Regions from separate parts of the Oryctolagus cuniculus genome. Here region 1 is linked to region 2. The links are chromatin contacts, called in public Hi-C maps. All regions are on one chromosome and are shown on one strand. The core of a region is the stretch at or near the end of the contact, and the rest is flanking DNA. Distances in the headings are between cores, read along the strand shown.

Region 1 (2,700 bases), core at 90-2,589, 150 kb before region 2:
CTGGGGATTCTGTGCTGCTGGTGAGCTCCGCTGGTCACAGTAGGGACCCCACGGTCACCCCAGGTATCCACTGGGGATCCGCGTCTTGACCCAGCTCTGCCTCTTGCAGCTGTAGGCCCTCAGACAGATGGCTACGCTTCCGTTTCTTCATCTCTACAGGGGAGACCGTGGGCGCCTCCCCGGGCTGTGGAGTGCATCATAAGCCACCTGGGACCGTCTACACCTGGGATCTGTTAACCATTCCCATTGGCTCTGGAAGGAGGCGAGCCTGGTAGGCACGGATTCACAGAAGGGTGAGCCTTTTGCAGGTTCACAGAGGGTTCAAGATCTGTAGGTTGCCGCAGGTATTGGTCACGAACAACAAAGGATAAAAAGGAGGAACCAAAATAAAAATCGAGCTAATCGCCCAGGCAGCTAGGAGGAGAGGAGGCAGCGGATACCAGAGCCCGTGTTCATAAATTATGGTTCACACTTACATACCTGTGTGGGTGTGTGCGCACGCGCACACACACACACACACACACTTCCTCTCTCCATCCCAAACACACCAGCTAGAGTCCAGCTGGCTTCCATAGCTTCAGTCCTGAACTTTGGTTCTTTAAAACCCGACCAAGACATTGTTACCAGTTGGCCCCCGGCAGGTGGACGTGTGGCACCAGGGTGCGTGGGCTGGGGGGACTTCTGTGTTCCCGTGCTTCTTCGCTGTGAGCGTGCATTCCGTGTGTAAGAATGAACAAAAAGCCGTGCTGCTCCTCGCTGGCAGGCTGGGCTTCCACACGGAAGCGTCATGGCTTCAGCGCAATTTCAAACAGCCTTTGCCAAGCAGGGTTCTGCAGCTTTTTTTCTCTGATCCTGGTGGCTCAGGGAACTTTCCAACCCACTCTGGAATCCAGCCTGGGTTTCCTGATTTCCCCACCCCCAGCTCTCAGCTGCAGCAGCCAGGCCAGCCCAGCCCCTTCCTGTGCTTTCCAGGGCAGCCCCCCTAGAGGAAGGCCGAAAAGGGAGGGAGGAGGAGGAAGAGGAGGGAGGGGGATGGTGGTGCCGGCCTTCCAGAGGGGGCCCTGGGACACTGGTGAAAGCCAGGTCAGGTCACACTCAGGCCAGAACTCCCAAACCTAGTGATGGAGAAGCCAGGTCAGGTCACACTCAGGCCAGAACTCCCAAACCTAGTGATGGAGAAGGTGAAACCATGGGAGACGGGAATCCGAGGGGAGGCAGCTCAGCAGAGGGGGGAGCCCGAGGGCCAGGAGGGGACTGGGCCTGCTGAGCAGAGCCCCTGCCGGGAGCAGCAGGAGGAGCCCAGAGCCCTGGCCTCCACCTCCACCCAGGTGTCTCCTCTCCTTTGCTTGTGTTCCAGAGGATCTGTGGGGCGTGGATCCCAGAGGGGCCCCAACACACTCTCCAGCATCAGCACCTGGAAAAATGACACGGGGGAGGCCGGGAGAGGCAGGCTTGCTCGCTCCTGTTGCACGTACCCACTTAGCAACATCACTGTCATTTCTCTACAGCATCCCTGACAGCTCCTCCCTGGGAGGCTGTGGGGGCCCAGCTGCCTGGCTGGCTGGGGTGGAGAGCATGGATTACCCTGCCGTGGCTCTGCTGTCCCCAGAGCCGCAGCGCTGGAGCACTCTGGGAGCCACGGGCCAGTGTGCGGGGCCTCCCACGGCCCAGGAACGCGGGTCCTTCACCGCTCCCTTGGCAAACAGGCACCTGCCTGTTGTCTTCTTGGGCCGCCTTCTGGGCATTATCAGGGCTGGCAGTGTTTGCCCGGCTGGGAAAGGCTCAGTCATGTTCACGGGGAAGCGGTGAATGAGAAGCCTTCTCCCACCTTCCTCAGTGCCCGGCGAGCACAAAGCAGCCTCCGACATGTTATCACCTCACAAACCTCAGGTGGGTCAATATTGACCGGCAGCATGATTGGCATGCCCTAGGCAGCACAGCCAGAGGGGGTGTCGGCAGGCCTTGGGCGGGAGAGGCCCAGCTCCAGGAAGACCAGGTGCCCCACCCCATCTCGCCTCCAAAGGGCGGCAAAGCTCCACCAGGTGCTCAGCCTACCATTGCCCTGCACCCGTGGCACCCTCAGGTCAACCTGTCTAGCTAAACCCCACATGGAGGGAGCCCCAGCCCCTGGCCAGGCGAGACGTCCTGGGGTTACCCGACATACGCCCCTTTCTCGCCATGTGGGTTGACACTGATGGCCCACCCTGGCCATGCCCCGAGGAATGCCCCTGATGCAGCCTGCAGATACCTGGTGGGTCAAGGGCAGGCTTCAGCGGGCATGCACCCTGTGGCTGATCCCTGGGCTGCCTGGAGCTTCAGGACACCCACACCCAAGCCACCAACTGACCTGCCAGCGCCTGTGGGGTTTGTCTGATGGATTGTGAGGGCCGCCTGCCCCCCAGGGCCCTCTGGACTCCCACCTGTGATCTTTTTCCTCCTGCATGTCCTTGGCATGGAGGTGATTTCTTCTTCTGATTCTTCTACCTTGTACTACAGTTATTTGAGGAGCTCATTTGCTGCCCTGGATGGCCCCTGGGCCACCCATGGTGGCTGCTGTGTCTTGCTAACCTCTGTGTCCTCTTTGGCTTGTGCCACTGCTTGCTTGGCATCAGTGCTGGTCATGGTGGCTGAGTCAGGTTTCTGACCTGGGGACAGTAGCTGAGAGCAGGCTCATCTTGAATGCTTCTCTTCACAGGGGTG
Region 2 (2,700 bases), core at 40-2,539:
CCATCCCTTACTTGGCAGAAGCGAATTCCTGATGTCTGCCTTCATTCATCTCACATGGCGTTCCCGTGAGAGTGCCTGTGTCGGAACCTCCTCTTTTTTCGTAAGTGCACCTGTCACCCTGCATCAATGCCTGCCCTCGTGAGCTTCCCTGCGCTAGTTATAACCGCAGGGACCCTGCTTCCAAACAAGGTCACCTTCGGAGGCAGTGGTGGCGGGGACTTCAACATACGAATTTTGGGGAACACAATTCAATTCATAACAATGAAAGAGAGAGGTAGGGAAGGGGGAGGGAAAGGGGGGTGAAGGGAGGGGAAAGGGGAAGGACTGAGCTGGTCCAAGTGCAGATGGGCTCATGTATATGGCACCTGGTTAGGAGAGTTCTCCCGGGGTAGGCGTGTAACAGTGCCTGGTGATTCTTACAAGGAGTGCACCTGTCATTGAGAGCATCTGCAAACAGTAAAGGGACCGAGTGTGAATACTATCCTGCCATCTCTAGCCCTCCCACCCACCACCATAGGCACCAACTCTGGAATCATGACACATATATGCCTCATATATATACATGTGTGTGTGTGTATATATATATGCCCCATTATAAATGTATATGTACATATATATTTACAATGAATATAAATCATATCTATAAATTTTTAAATTTATTTATTTGAAAGGCAGAGCTACAGGTGGAGGAAGAGACACAGAGGGAAGCTTCCGTCGATTGGTTCACTCCCCAGATGGCCACAATAGCCAGGATGGGTTCAGGCTGAAGCCAGGAGCCTGGAACTCCATCTGGGTCTCCCACATGGGTGGTGGGGGCCCAGTTATGTGGGCCATCCTCCGCTGCCTTCCCAGGTACACTAGCAGGGAGCTAGATCAGAAGCAGAGAAGCCAGGATGTGGACTGGCACTCATAAGGGATGGCAGCGATGCAGGTGGTGGCTTAACCTGCTGTATCACAGTGCCAGCCCTGAGACCATGATTTTCTCACAGAATTCTCCTTCCTTCAAGCTGGCAACGTTGGCAGACGAGGCGTCCAACATTTACTGTCTGCAGAGAGCTTGGGCCTGGATGGTCTCAGTTACAACACAACATAATTTGTAAAAACATTAACTCGAAGATTTAAAAGGGCAGTAAAACGTCCTTACTGCACGCTTCTCGTTGGTGGGGTGGGGAGGGGCATCATTTGCTCATCCCAATTGCTGGATCTTGATTCAGAGCCTGCCCACTATATATGCAAAGTGTACATCAGCACTAGCTATAAATGCCTCAGCAACTCATTTTTTCCACAGTTTACTTGGCACTAAATTCTCTGCATAAATGCTCAGCGAATGATGTGGGTGCTAACAGCAACTGGCAGGCGGGCACACCTGGCTGGCTGACAGGCGGAAAAGATGGTTACGGGGATTCCTAAAGTCAACAGACCATTTGCACCAAGAAGAGTAAGCAAGGCTTTCTGATGTCTCAGCCGTTGACGTCTTGGCCGAAGGCCTCTGCTGTTCAGCTGAACACAGGGCAAACGGGGGTTCGCTTGATGTTCTGCAGTTGCTAGTTCCAGAATATCTGTCCACCCTGGTCCACTGTGCTCACTCCCCAGATGACAAAGGGCAGGGCTTCCCCAGCCGCCATCTCCCCAAACATTCCGGTCAGGACCACAGACACACGCATTTCCTAGTCCCAGCCAAGAGAACAAGGGTTTCAGAGCCTGGTTCAGGGTTCTGGGTTGGTTTTCAGCCAGAAGGTGGAAGGTGTGTGTGTGTGTGCGTGCATGTATGTGTGCATGTTTGTGTAGATACAGGGACAGAGAGTTCTTCCACCTGTGCAATAGCCAAGACTGGGCCAGGCCGAAGTCAGGAGCCGGGAACGTAATCCAGGTCTCCATGCGGGTGTAAGGACCTACTAACTCGAGCTGCTGCTACCTCCCATGTCTGTATTAGCAGGAGGCTGGAGTCAGGTGCTGGAGCTGGGATCAAACCTGAGCACTTCAGATGGAATGTGAGTACCCTAACCGCTCAGCCAAGCGCCCGCCCCGATCTGGACTCTTCCTTGTGCAGCCCCTCGTGCTGAGTCATGTTAGGGAAGGTGCTGGTCCTCTCTGAAGTTAGCTTCCTATAAGATGGGAACAATAACATGCAGGTACTTCAAAAAGTTCATGGAAAAATGGAATTAAAGGTGAGTTTACTTGAGTGCAAAAGGATTTTGAAAGCCATGCATGAGCTTTTCCATAACTGCATTTTCCACAAACTTTTTAAAGATCTCTTATATGCATGGATCTCAAAATTTTTTGTGCCTAAATAAGCTGATCTTTTACTTCTGTTTTCCATGAACTGTTCCAAGTGCCCTCGTACACAGCTAGCAGCTGCCATGAGGATTAAAAACTGCACAGAGCCTGGCCAGAGCCGGCCCTTGGTCAGCGCGACTTCCTGAATTTCCCCCCCTTTCATGGGATTTAAACAGTGCTGAACACTCACTGGGAGCTCTGACGACTCCAACTTCCGGCACTGCTTTGTGACGAGCAAGCGAGAGAGCTGTGGAAGTCTCCGGGAAGGCGGAAGGCAGCAGTGCGCCAACGTGCAGGGACACTAGGGTCAGGCATTGTTCTGAGAACCTGGCATGTTTAAAAACACTAGGGTTCCCACAACGGCCCTGTGAGTAAGAACTACGCTTACTCCTAGTTAACTAACACAGAAACCAAGGCACAGGA

The links. Hi-C and Micro-C count contacts between places; a contact is called where the count stands out from the background.
Region 1: a Hi-C map of an unstated tissue shows a contact between it and region 2, with 1.8 times the contacts expected there. The contact joins two enhancer-like sites. A contact is called at or near these places in 3 of 6 Hi-C or Micro-C datasets (ear pinna, psoas muscle and an unstated tissue).

What each region holds. Positions count from the first base shown.
Region 1 is chr4:84,579,515-84,582,214 of mOryCun1.1, reverse strand. No RefSeq gene overlaps it. Among named protein-coding and RNA genes, the nearest start is that of FAM43A, 170 kb to the left of the region's middle. Within about 2 kb of position 1,339, at least 1 of the 8 cell types and tissues checked has an H3K27ac peak or open chromatin away from gene starts, as enhancers often do.
Region 2 is chr4:84,427,285-84,429,984 of mOryCun1.1, reverse strand. The region is part of intron 3 of XXYLT1 (xyloside xylosyltransferase 1); the gene reads right to left. Among named protein-coding and RNA genes, the nearest start is that of XXYLT1, 110 kb to the right of the region's middle. Within about 2 kb of position 1,289, at least 1 of the 8 cell types and tissues checked has an H3K27ac peak or open chromatin away from gene starts, as enhancers often do.